2 separate regions of the Capsicum annuum genome follow, and region 2 is linked to region 1. The links are chromatin contacts, called in public Hi-C maps. All regions are on one chromosome and are shown on one strand. The core of a region is the stretch at or near the end of the contact, and the rest is flanking DNA. Distances in the headings are between cores, read along the strand shown.

Region 1 (7,393 bases), core at 1,042-3,541:
TGGTTCACATTTTGTCCTAAAGTTGAAACAATGAAAGAAAGGGAAATGAGCATAGGATTGACAGGATATTATCAACTGTAACAGAAATAATACCTGAGTCCACTACAAGAGATGGGGAAGTACGAGCTCTAGGATGATGATGATAATGACCATGATGACTTGGCACTCGACTGGCAATAGAAGTTAGAGCAAGGCCTAAAGATTAGAGCTCCACATCAGTAAAGTCCCATAAAGTCCTAAAAGATGGCGTGGAAAGAACAATTCTTAATGCCTTGAGATGCAAGGGCAGGAGCAGGGGTACTAGAGAAAATCAGATGTGGTTTAAAGGTTTATAAGAGAAAACAATTAAAAAGTCCTAAATCCAGCTACAACCAATATCTTTGCTTGTCTGCAGACTACCCAAACGAAATCGACCTCCACAAGCATCTCAACAAAATAAAAAAAAAATTACTCCACTAAAAATGAAATTACGGAGAGCAGCAGAAAGTAGTAGAGCAAGGAAAGAAAGAAGAAAGAAAGCATCAGAGGTAGCATCTTCTCTCTCTACAACACAATTTCCAAACACCATCCTCAATATCAAACCCCTCCAAACTAGAACAACATTCTCCCAGCTTCTCTAGGATTGTACTCATGCTGAAAATTCCAAAAATACCCTCTATGAACTTCCTTTACTTAAACCCAAAGGATCACATGTCTAAAAACCCTAGCTAAATCCAACTCGACAAAGTAGATTAAGATATCGATTTCTGAACAATCAAGATGTTATCGTAAATAGAAATGCAAATTAGAATTTAAAAGTTAGTTAAATACAGTGTTGGTACAGTAGTTGAGTTCCAGAAATTAGTTAAAAGCAGTTAGTGGAGTCTGTTAGCTACAACTATTCAGTTAGTTAGAATAACTAATCAACTTCTATTTTCTATTAATAGTTGATGTAATCACTCAACTACAGTAGGATATGAAATAAACCCATTCCTTCTTTCTTAATTATCTCTATCTTTCTCTTTGTTTCTTCTTCTTTTTCTTCTTCTATGATTGTATCCTCGAGTTAACTCCTGGACAATCAACTCGATCCTCGAATCCTTATGGTTCCTGCAATTGAGTAACATTGGTATCAAAGCCACTCAACCTCGACAACAATGGTGAAAGGAGCAAGAGTAACTGGTGACTCAACTTCAGAAACTGCTACTGCAAAAATTGGGGATTTATGTGAGATGCTGCAGAGCTTGGTAACAGAGGTAGGACATTTAGTTGGCAAGGTTTCATCATTGAAGAATTTGGATCATGCTGTTACGGAATTGAAACAACAATTGATGGGGGAAAATAGGGGGAACACCATTCCGTTGGTGCATAAAGAGACACAGGACCATGAAAGTGGAATGAGGAATCGCAGAAAAAAGGATAGGAGCCCTAATTTTGGTAATAATTCTCCTTTTCATGTTGCTTCGGATTTTCAACAATCGCATTTCATGCGATGGCCAAGGATGGATTTCTTGAAATTTTCTAGGGATGACCTTCGATCTTGGTTGTTCAAAATTGAGCAGTTCTTCTCTATGGAGAATATTGCAGCTGATGAGAAGGTTAACATTGCATCATTACAATTGGAGGGTGAAGCAATCCAATGACATATTTCTTTTATGAGGTATAGACAGTACTCATAAACTATCAGTTGGAAGGAGTATGTTGGTGCTTTAGTGGAGAGATTTGGGATTGATTTTGATGATCCCATGGAAGAGATTAAAAAGGTTAAGCAGACAGAAAATGTAAGGGAATATCAAGCAGTTTTTGAAAGAATTTTGACAAGAGTGAACCTATCAAAAGAGAATGCTATCAGTTGCTATATTGGGGGCTTGAACAAGTTTACTGTAAAAAACAAGTATCCAATCCCTATTGTTAAGGACTTTTTAGATGAGCTAGGTGGATCCAAGGTCTTCTCTAAAATTGATTTAAGGTCAGGATATCATCAATTGAGGATGGCTAAAGAAGATGTTCCTAAGATTGTTTTTAGAACTCATTCGGGATATTTTGAGTACTTAGTCATGCCTTTTGGATTATCAAATACCCCTGCAACCTTTCAAGGGTTGATGAACTCTGTATTTTAAAAGATTTTGAGGAAATATCTGTTGGTTTTATTTGATGATATTTTGATTTATAGTAGAACTATGGAAGAACATGTGGTACATCTGAAGTCTATATTTTTGAAAATGGTTGAGCATCAGTTATTTGCTAAGAAAAGCAAGTGCTTCTTTGGTGTTCATAGGATTGAGTATCTTGGTCATTTTATCACTACTGAAGGTGTTTCTATTGACCCTCAGAAGATACAGGCTGTCAGGAATTGGCCTAAACCTACTACATTGAAGCAGTTAAGAGGTTTTTTTAGGATTGACTGGTTATTACAGGAGATTCATCCAAGGTTTTGGAGTTATCTGCAAGCCTCTTACTAATTTGACAAAGAAGGAGAGGTTCAAATGGAATTCTGATGCTCATGATGCATTTGTATAGTTGAAAGATACATTAACTCAATCTTCTGTCCTGGCTTTACCTGATGCTAGCAAGCCAATTATTGTGGAAACTGATGCGAGCGGATATGGTATTGGTGTTGTATTGATGCAAGAAAATCACCCTATAGCTTTTATTATCAAGGATTTGTCTCCAAAACATGCTGTATTATTCGTATATAATAGGGAACTCCTTGCTATTGTTCAGGCTGTTACTAAGTGGTCACAGTATCTTTTAGGTCAGAAGATTGTACTCAGAATTGATCAAAAGGCATTGAAGTTCTTAATGGAACAAAAATTGCATACAAATTCACAATTGTTATGGCTAACTAAATTGATGCCATTTGACTACACTATTGAGTATAAAAAGGGTGTTGAAAATAAAGTGGTTGATGCCCTCTCAAGGGTCACTGGTGCCGAGTTACTTGCTCTTATTATTTCTCCTACCAATACAGATCTGTTTGATGCTATTATAGACAGTTGGCATACTGATCCTGAGCTCAAGAAGCTAATTGGAGACTTATAGGTTGACCCTTCTTCTCATAAATAATTCACTTGGTTACAGGGTCAATTAAGAAAGAAAGGTAAATTAGTGATTGGTAAAGTTCTGAGTCTGAGAACTGATATCATAACTCTATGGCATGCTGGTCCTCATGGAGGTCATTCGGGATTGGAAGCTACTCTCAAGAGGTTACTAACTCTATTCTATTGGAAGAACATGAGAATAGAAGTGAAGGAATTCATTCAAAGGTGTGACGTATGTCAGAAAAATAAATCAAATCTTACTGCTTACCTTAGTTTACTGCAACCTTTACCCATCCCTGAGATAGTATGGTCTCAAATTAGGATGGATTTCATTGATGGTTTACCCAAATCTCATGGATATGAGGTCATTTTGGTAGTGGTTGACAGATTGAGCAAGTATGGCCATTTTCTTCCCCTGAAACATCCTTATACAGCTCACTATGTCGCTTAGGTGTTCCTCGATAATATTGTGAAGTTACACGGTCTACCAGATGCTATTACAAGTGATAGGGATGTTTTCCTCAGCTCCTTTTGGCAGGAACTCTTAGGCCTTCAAGGTGTGTTGCTGCATACTTCCACAGCCTACCATCCTTAATCGGATGGTCAAACTGAGGTGCTGAACAAATGTCTTGAGACCTATTTAAGATGCTACTGTAGTGATGATTCCTCTAATTTGTCTGCCTGCTTACCGATGGCCGAGTATTGGTATAATACTTGTTTTCACTTGGCTATTCAGACTACTCCTTATAAGGCATTATATAGTCCTCCTCCTCCTCTTCATCTTCCTTATCTACTAGGTGAATCAGCTTCTACTGATGTTGACACGACACTACTTAATAGGGAGCTTAAGCTGCAACTATTGAAGCACCACTTGCTCAGGGTTCAAGTGAGGATGAAACAACAGGCTGATTCACATAGGAGTGATAGACATTTTGATGTTGGAGACTGGGTCTACTTCAAAGGTACAACCCTACAATCAAGCTACTATCTCGCAACACTCTAATCATAAGCTGGCGTCCAAGGATTATGGACCATTTCAGATCATAAAAAGGGTTGGTCCTGTGGCCTACACTCTGTTGTTACCTACTTCTGTCAAAATCCACCCTATGGTTCATATTTCCTTGTTGAAAAAGTGTTATGAAGTACCTACCACTATATCTTACCCACCTACTGGGATTTGGCTAATCCAAACTGTCCTCAGCCTGAGTCTGTTTTGCAAAGACGGATGATCAAGAAAGGCAACAAAGCTGTTGCTCAGGTGTTGGTGAAATGGATTGGTCTTCTTACTGATGCAGCCACCTGGGAATTTTTTACTGTGTTAAAGACTCATTTTCCATCTTTTGTCGTAGGACAAAGATCTTGTATTAGGGGGGAGTACTGTTATCGTAAATAGAAATGGAAATTAGAATTCAAAAGTTAGTTAAATGCAGTGTTGATACAGTAGTTGAGTTCCAGAAATTAGTTAAGAGCAGTTAGTGGAGTCTATTAGCTACAACTGTTCAGTTAGTTAGAATACTAATAACTGATCAACTTCTATTTTCTATTAATAGTTGATGTAATCACTCAACTACAGCAGGATATGAAATAAACCCATTCCTTATGATTGTATCCTCGAGTTAACTCCTGAGCAATCAACTCGATCCTCGAATCCTTGTGGTTCGAGCAATCGAGTAACACAAGAGCTTTAGATTTGATGCAATAATATTCAGGCATTCAGTGCCACGACAATACTTCAAGTTTAAATTATCAATCCAGGGGGCATTGATAACACAACCACCTGAGGTTGACACAAAGGTTATTTCTTACAGATTGAGGCTTACAAGATTTTGGAAGCCAAGAAAGAAAAATACAGTTGAAGAGTTGCAAATGTGTCAAAGTTGGACAATTGAATACATATGAAGGGATTTTATAAATAGTATTATCGGACATGTTAAGAGTTAGTTCCTTAACACTAATTCTGGTGACAAATCGGATCCATCTGTCAATAACTTCAAATGAAGAAAAAAATAATTTCCTTAAAAACATCAAGAACAAACTTCACAATGTCTCCAATATGTTGCAAGAGAATGTAATCTGCCATTTCTTTGAAGATAAATCGAGATTCTATTAACAATTTTCTGCAAAAGACCTTATCCAGCACTAGATATGGAAACATGGACAAATATTTCTCCAGAGTCCAGTCCGAAGTGATTAAATGTACCAAAAACTGTCTATCCCTCTCTAATGCATGAACCAATGAATAAATTAAAAGGGCTAGCTAGCGTACCTGTTTTACACAATTCAAGTCGCTCATGAATCACAATACTCTCAAAAACCATGAGCACTACGGTAATATATTGATGACAATAGTCAAACTACTTTCGCTGCTAGTAATAAGTAACCACCTTACACGCCTGTAGTATGCAACTTGAAGTAGTGCAAGGCGCACTATAACAAAGAGAAAGTAGATACCACCTTTCTGCTCAGGTATAAATTGCGAGAATAACCTACTCAATATGATCTGCAACAGACACAAAGTTGCTAGAAATTATCAGCGCGAACGTCAAATGCCTCATAACTTCAGAATCCCAATCTATTTGACCATTTAGCATTTTGCTCATAAGTACGAACAACAAAAAAATTGCTTCCTCCAAGCTACTTTTAGGAGCTGTTGAACCCCATGCTTGAAATTGAGTAGGAACCTCAACTTCAACCCTTCCAAAGAGTAAAGTAGCCGCTAAGTCTTTTTGTGTATAGGCCAATCTTTGAGGATCCAAATTCCAGTGATCAAGTATCTAGCTACTTGAATCAATAAATAATAATATGACCAACATTAATATTCCATAAATGAAAACCTGCATCTAAATTGTAAAATTATAGTAATGTAGGACACTATATGGACTGCATAAATTCTATCCTCCCCAAACTTCACTATGTGGGAATATAATGGGTATGTTATTGTTGTTGTTAGACGACAACTTATGAACTATAAACCAAATAAATATGTGGGAACTATTTTCTATTCTATAGTAAGCCAATAACTTGATAACATAACAAAGTTCACCAATCGAACCAAGATAAAAGTCTGCATTGAATTACGCTACCATCTTCTTCATTAATTGGGAATGCTCCATTCACACACTGCTAAGTGGAGTCGTGAATATAGTTTAGAAAACTAATCTTTCCTGTACTGAAAGGTTTATTTGGCAATGAAGACAAAGAACTTTAAAATTAACAAACGATATTAAAACCAATCAAATAAAAACATTATTATTCACTTGACTCATTATTTGTTAGAGAGAAAATGATATCAACATCAAAACATTATTAGCATTTTTGCTTTTTGAAGCCAGTCCCTCATAGCTCTGTCTTGACTTGGAAAAATGTAAAAAAGAGCAGAATTAACTTACCCACCCAAAATCTTAATTTTAACTCGACTACCTTTACTGAGAAGTGAGTCTATTATTTGTCAGTCGAGCAAAGTTGTGCATCCTAATGTGCTTAATTTTTCAACTAAGAGGATGTTGCATTGGATGTGTGGTTTTACAAGGGCTGACAGGGTTAGGAATGAGAGTATTCGAGAGAAGGTGGGAGTGATGTCGGTGGAGGATAAATTGCGGGAAGTTAGGTTGAGATGGTTTGGCCATGTGATGAGGAGAGGCACGGATGCCCCGGTTCGTAGGTGTGAGAGATTGGCCTTGGACAGTTTCAAGCGGGGTAGGGGTAGATCGAAGAAATACTGGAGGGAAGTGATTAAACGTGACATGGAGCAGTTACAGCTGATTAAGGACATGACCCAGGATAGGAATAGGAAGGTATGGAAGGTATGGAGGAAAAACATTAGGATAGAGGGCTAAGGTGTGTGGTTGAGTCGTCAGCAGTAGGTAGGAGGGCTTTGGTGTCCTTGTTTGACAGTGTTCAAGATTGTTGGTGGATGTCATACCTATATTATTTTATCATGTTCCATGCATTTTTTTATATACTGTCCTTTGTCTTGAGCCGGGGGTCTATCGGAAACAGCCTCTCTACTTCTTTAGAGGTAGTGGTATGGACTGCGTACACTCTACCCTCCCCAGACCCCACGATGTGGGAATATACTGGGTTTGTTGTTGTTGTTGTTGAAGCGGCATCTGATGTCTATTAGAGATTAGAGGAGCCCTCTATCTTTAGCGTATAGGCAGAAAGAAGACTTTTACTCAACATAGTAGAGAAAACTTGCATTCTGCATATGAAGTTTTTCCCCTAAGGCAAGGATGGGGTTTGATGAAGCCTTGTCTTTCCATCTTGGCTATTGTCTCCAGAGGATTCATACTACTTGAGAGAAATTTAGTTGGTATACTTTTCAGACCACCCCAACATATTATGGTGTGCTCTTCAGCAGATTTCATAGCCAC
Region 2 (6,979 bases), core at 3,900-6,399, 240 kb after region 1:
GAATCGTTCAAGCTCAACTTGGATCTTGACTCAATGGTGTTAGTGAAGAAAGAATATAACACAAGAAACAACAAAACAAGTAAAAATACACCTAGGTATAGACTCAAACTCGTCCAAGACAACTACAACAACACAATTTCGGTCAAGACACAAAAATGGACAAATTTGCTTCTTTTTTATTTTTCAGTTTTCTAACACCTTTTTTTTTATTTTCAAGTTTACGAGCCTAAGATTGATCTTATGGGAACAAGATCAAGCCATGCTCTAATACCAAATCATACAAGAAAGAGCACGGAAGGCATAAAAACTACCCAAAATAGTCCACAAATTGAGAGCAACCCGAGAACCCCTGAGTGATACTTTTGGCCAACAATAACACAAGTATCACGAATTTACAAGGTGTTTTAACACAAAAACAACAATACAACAATAACAAGATGAAAACAATACACACAAGATTCAGATTTAATAAGAACAAACGATTACAAGATACAAACACTAACACAATTGCAAGAAAGATAAAAATAGATAGTGAGACATAGGTTATTACAAAGAATAGGAACTAAAGAGTATATTAAACTCAACAACACCACACTCTTATGGTGACCGCCAAGAGAATCAACTCACCTCAAGACCCATTGTTTCCAAGCAAAGAACAATATTGACTTTTCTAAGCCCTAAACTACAATGGCTAATACAAGCCCTAACTAAGAACTACACTAAGGTGGTCTACTCTCATGAGACAGGATTTTCAACGTCTTATATTTTCATCATTAAAAAACTAAAGAAAAAAGACCTAAAAAGACTATAAATAGTATATTACACAAGAAGGAAAAAATGATTCCAATGCCCTTAATGAGGTGGGGTGACCATGGAGTGTGATTTAGACAAGTCTAAATGACTAAAATGCCCTGAATAAAGGGAACCAAAACCGTGAACCACTAAGTATGGCCTAAACCCGAGAGTCCTCAAGTCTTCAAGGCTCCAAGCAATCATCCACACTCGGGTTTGTTTAATGGCATGCTCAAGACGACCCCTTCAAGTATGACCCCGGGCCCTCCATGTGATCAAAGCTTGATTCTTCACGTAGTAACTTTGAATAATGCCATCGAAAGCTAAGGCGGTCATTTGACTTGTATCACTATTAGTAAATTGAGTTGGTACACAAGTAATCCCAATCAAACTTATTGGATGACAATGAAAAGAGTTTTGGGATATCTAAAATATATTCAAGACTATGTTTTGCATTATAATAAATATTCAATGGTAACTAAAGGGTATAGTTATGCAAAATTGGATAACCAAATCGAATGAAGTAAAATTCACAAGTGGATATGTATTTACTTTAGGTGGAAGAGCAATCTCTTGGAAATCATCCAGACAGACATGTATTGCCCGCTCTATAATAGAATCTGAATTTATCGCGTTAGATAAAACCTATGAAGAAGCTGAATGGCTTTGAAATTCCTTAAAAGATATTCCTTATTGACCCAAATCTTTAGCACCAATATGTATATACTGTGATAGTCATACGGTGATGGTACGGCAGAAGCATGATGTACGATGGTAAATCTCGTCATATAAAACGAAGATATAATAACGTTAGAGAACTACACTTTAGTGGAATTATCATTGTTGACTATGTGAAGTCAAAAGATAATGTGTCGAATCCACTTACAAAAGGCATATCTAGAGAGTGAGTTGAGAGACCATCAAAGAGAATGGGTTTAAGGCCTAGGACAAGTCAGCATGATGGTAACTCTATCTAATAGACTGGAGATCCCAAGAGTTAGGTTCAAGAAGATCAAACAAAATTGTGACTGGCGGTTCAACATTGTCAAGATACTCAACCCATTTCATGATGAAGACAATGTTCATAGAATAAGGATAAGACTTATGGTTTGAAGCTTTTTAATGGTTTCTAAGTTTGACAGGTTTGACCAAATAGTTTGATCTATATAATTAACGTTTAGAAATCACCTATGTGAGGACAAAGTGGAAATCACTTCAAGGAGAATGTAAGTAAAAGCCTATTCTCTACGCTCTCATGAAATCAGGACGTGTTCATGGCTGAAACGAACAAAACCGTGAGAATCATAAATGGTTAATGGTTGGTTCTGTAACTTGTGTAGTCTAGGTGTACATTACAGTTTGACGGTTCAAAGATATCACATCTACCGTTAATCGAGTGCATCCGATGCATGTTCACTACGAAAAGTTCAAAGGAAAAAATATTTATCCCGATGCAATCAGTCTTTCCTTGTTGATCACACACTTGTCGTTATATTCTTTTTTTAATAATATAGTCATTCCCCATTTGTAAGAGGTGTGAATGAAAAAATGACTAGCTGTTTTTTTAAAAAAGACACCAAGAGAAATGATGCAATTTGAATAGGAACCTTTTCACTTTGGATGATTATAACCTTTCTAATGGGTTGTGACTTTTTCGAAGAGTTACACTTTTTCCGAAGAATTGCACCTTTATAAAGAGGTGCACCTTTTTTGAACCATTGCTTCTCTTCAGGAAGTAACACCTTGATGACTATAAATACATGAATTTTACCTCAGGTAAAGAAAAGATTTTAAGTTGGAAAAACAATCTTCTTCCTCTTCTAAAAACTCTTGTGTGATCATCAAGAGTTCGAAGTTTCAAAATATTTGAGGTACCGCTATTTTCTTAAAGAGATCATTTTATCCTACAAGAAAAGATTTCATAACCTCGAGTACTTGAGGAGAATAAATTCCTTAAGGATATATCGTGAAATCGATGGACTTTATTACATTTTCTGCTTCATCTTTACTTCTTAAAGTCGATAAACACTTCATTTTGATAGTTCATTTGATTATTCATTTGAACTTGTGTTTGAAGTTGTTGGAACTTCATTTTAGTTCTTGAAATAGTTCTTGAACTTAATGTTGAAGTTCGTATTAAAATATACATATTTTATAACTGCAATAATAATTTTTTATCAGCAAAAAAATTATCAGGCTCAATGATCCACCAAAATGATGAGACCTTAAAAGCTGTTTTGTCCAAGTGGATGTTAGCGGAGGGTCCTATCAATCGGAGAAAATAATGTCATTTGGGAGGAAAGAAAAGCGCAATGTGTGTTTTCTATTACAAATGTAAAAACTGCTTTGTTCTGCTTTTATTGAAAGAGTGAAAATGACTCAGAGCTAAAGCCAATTTTTGACCTACTGGTATTTGGTTTACATTTTCTAAGTTGGATAATATGGATATGATCCATATTTAATCCGAAACCCGTTTTTAACTAAGCAGATACTTAGATTTTTTTAAATTCATTTTACCAATACTAATTTACAGTCCACAGATAAAATATTAAACATAAATATCCAAAAATACATCAGGATGTGACTTGTATAAGTATCGAAGAGAAATCCTGATAGATCTAATTATCAACTACAAATCAAAATCATAGTTCTATAGATCTTGCTAGAAACATTTCAAATTGCAGATATGTTAGGAATATTGTTGATACTTAATATGTGATTGATTTAATCTCACAATGATAAAAGTATTGAATCTAAAATTCTTTTATTCATAATTACCATCAATGGGTTGGTATAAATCTATGGGTACACTGATCTTCGTGTGAGATTTCTTTTATAACTCGATTTCTACTCATCCTCTTGAAAAGTATGTCGACATTATCTGATAAAAATATATTGAATCTAGAATTCTTTTATTCATAATTACCATCAATGGGTTGGTATAAATCTATTGGTACACTGATCTCCGTGTGAGATTTCTTTTATAACTCAATTTCTACTCATCCGCTTGAAAAGAGACCTCTCTAGTTCAAGAGTTTAAAAAGACTCCTAGCATGGGAAGGACCACTTTAGAAGGAGATAAGCTAAAACAATCTTATATACGGATCTTAGACTAGATCTAAAGAAAATTGGGCAATAAGTACTTGTTAGAATGAATGAGGTTGTTGTTCAAAGCTAGTGTTATTCACGAAGTCATAAGAATAACATATGCCCGAGATTTTTGGCTATTATCAATGAAGGTAATAGAATATATACTCAGAATTGATCGAGTTATTAACACGTCACCTCTTATTATTTACACAAAAGTAATGATATCCCAATCTTCTCTTTTTTGTCCTTATCTTTTTTCTCCTCTCTAGCTGTCCAAGGTGAATATTTATGCTTAAGCTGTCTATTATGATGAGGTTTGGTACAAATGATTGGATTGCTAGATGAGGCATATCTACTGATCTTTTATGTCCTTTACGTAATCAGGAGAATGAAATTGACTGCCTACTCTTCCAATAAACTGTACATAAGCATGTTCTTTAAAGTGGTCTCAGCTAATATTTATGACCCACTTTGAATATGTATAAATAAGCATTTAAATTTATATAAAATTGAACAATGAGATACATGTGTTCTATGTGGCAGAATACAAGTAGGACACAAATTGGCCGTGTAGAACACCACATAGGACGCATGTGTCCACTTGTTCAACTTTTTACAAATTTAAATATCTACTAGTGCGCATCCAAAGTTGGAGGTAGATACAAATCAAAGCCAAGTTACAAAATATATTTATGTATTAATAAATGATAATAAAAGAATCCCAAAGAAAGTCCGAGAAAAATATTTTATTGAAAGTGAGTAACACAAGCCAAAAGAGAAAGTAGCATTGACAAGAAAATTATTTTCTTGTTTCATTTAGTTTTGGTGGAAACTTTTAAGAAAAAATCCAACACAACATTTTTAATCCAAATTGTTCGAAGATTTCTTTAATAGCAAAGATCAATCGTGATGTAAACATGCATAATCTTGGCACTATCAAAGAATTTTTAAACACGGACTCTCGTTATCAAGTTCGTCTTGAATCCAAACTTCACGATTTAATCATTAGTAAAATCAAAGTCAATTGAAGTAGTACTGTGAAGAAATTAAAACCTTTCTCATATCTATCAAGCTAACAAGTACTCACCATCCTTGATTAAAGATTTCAAATAGAAAAGAAATCAGCTTTGACAAGGAGGTTTTATCCCCAAAGTGGAACTTTCCGATTTAACATTTAATACCGGCCACGAGCCCCAAAACAGGTACTGGACTCCAAACGAGAAACTACAAAAAAATATTTCCAATGTTAGGAATGAGAAGTAACGAACCTACATACCTAGGACCATCACATATGCAGGAAAGCTTTAGTTGCTTCTGAAAAAACACCTTTCAGTTCCACGTGTAGAAAATAGACTCGTACAAGATTAACGTTGGATGTGGACTATATGGATGCGGACTTCATTGATCTTTAATATAGATTAGCTCCTTTCTCATTCTACTTTGCATAGGAAATTAGTTGCTTCTTGTTCCTACTATACTAACAAATGCTATACATTTTTGGGTAGATATTGGCAAACTTTAAAACACATATAATAGGAAATAAAGTTGCACAAATTAGATTGCAGTTCAATAAGCAATAAACTGGCCATACACTGCCAAACGATGTTTGCTCACACTCTTCAAAAATGTCTATATTGGATTCTCAAAAAGTAGTACATTTTCTAAGGATCCAATATGAGTGTCACAAAAAATTTTCCGAGTCCAAGCACCATAGCTGGCAGACAATGATAGCCTCTATTACATGGTACCTTTCCGTGTACTGTGACGCTTTAACCGTGCGGAGTACTCAGACTAAGTCCATTGAGATCTATAGATCATTTTTTTTTATAACCGTGGTGTCTAGGCCGGTTTGCGGGCGCCTCACTAAATCCACGAGATACCTGCCACCTCCCACCAGCAACAGGTACCAGATAACTCTGTCCACCAAGGCTAGAACAGATGGGAAGGAAACACCTAGTGTTTGTCTCTGCTGAGAATTGAACCGGAGACCTCATGGTGCTCATCCCAACTTCATCGAACCACTTGGTACCTTTCCGTGTACTATGACACTTTAGCCGTGCAGAGTGCTCAGACTAAGTCCATTGAGATCTATAGATCATTTAGATACATTAAAAAGCCAAAATTCGAATCTTACATTCTCATCCAGCACCTCAGGTTTTCTCCTTCCAACTGGCCACCTACTTCTTTATATTTTGTATTTAAAATTTTGTTCAACATGTACGAATAATCTTTCTAGAACCCAATAAGCCAAAAAAATTGTGGACCAGAACCGACAAACAAAATCCTAGCTCTGCCTCTGGCAGAGACTGTTTTCTATATGGTAAGGTTTTAGCTTGTTTCCAGATCATTATGCCCGTCCGGCTTGTTAAGGCTGCGTCAACTGTTTTCAGAATGACCCAATATGGACCAAAAAGTAAGATAAAAGCACTCATATATGCAATATGCAGAAATAAAGGTTTAGGAATCAACAGTCATTACTACTGATAAGCATCTGCTGAATATATCTCTATGAATTCGCTATCCATCCAAAGCAGGAGTGTGGCCTTACTGTTCCGAAGTATATGCACATAACCCCTGAATTCTATGAAATTGACTCTTTTCATAAGATAGGATCCTCACACATTACCTTCTTATGTAGCTAAGTTACTCTGTCCATCTCCAGCAATCCCTTCAAAATATGCTGCCCCATAAGTCTCAATTGCTCCTGCGAGCATATTGCGGCATTAGGATCTACTGCTTCCTGAAATACATGCTTCTAGGGAAATCTATCCAATCCAAGCATCTAGATGGAGATTCCATTCTTCTGCAATTCCACATATTAAAACTTAGAGAAGCATAGAATGAGCAACAAAACAATAACTGTGCTTTAGCATTTGCTATCATTCATTAGATCTTTGACCTTAACAGCGTTTGTAAGACCTTATGTGCATAATTACTGTTAATACATAAGAGAGATAGGGACTGTTTAGTCATTTAAGTCCACAACTAAGAAACTACTTAGTTTAGTTATTACTTGAGCCTTAATCAGGTGATTAACTCTCTCTCTAACTAATTAGGTAGTTAGTTACTAATTATTTCAGCCTATATATACACACAT

What was found. A called contact is a pair of places that touch in the nucleus more often than the background predicts.
Region 2: a contact with region 1 is called in a Hi-C map of leaf, with 1.7 times the contacts expected there. The contact joins two enhancer-like sites. A contact is called at or near these places in 2 of 5 Hi-C or Micro-C datasets (leaf and placenta).

The regions. Positions count from the first base shown.
Region 1 is chr10:18,369,305-18,376,697 of UCD10Xv1.1, forward strand. It overlaps LOC107845698 (a long non-coding RNA gene), which reads right to left. Exons shown (of 4, transcript XR_007046145.1): 2 at 5,287-5,798; 3 at 94-195; 4 at 1-16. Among protein-coding and RNA genes, the nearest start is that of LOC107845698, 5.1 kb to the right of the region's middle. Within about 2 kb of position 2,292, at least 1 of the 5 cell types and tissues checked has an H3K27ac peak or open chromatin away from gene starts, as enhancers often do. A contact at or near this core is called in leaf, where this site is marked.
Region 2 is chr10:18,611,427-18,618,405 of UCD10Xv1.1, forward strand. LOC107845399 (protein FRIGIDA-ESSENTIAL 1) reads right to left here. Exons shown (of 7, transcript XR_007046147.1): 6 at 6,509-6,685; 7 at 4,855-5,106. Among protein-coding and RNA genes, the nearest start is that of LOC107845399, 33 kb to the right of the region's middle. Within about 2 kb of position 5,150, at least 4 of the 5 cell types and tissues checked have an H3K27ac peak or open chromatin away from gene starts, as enhancers often do. A contact at or near this core is called in leaf, where this site is marked.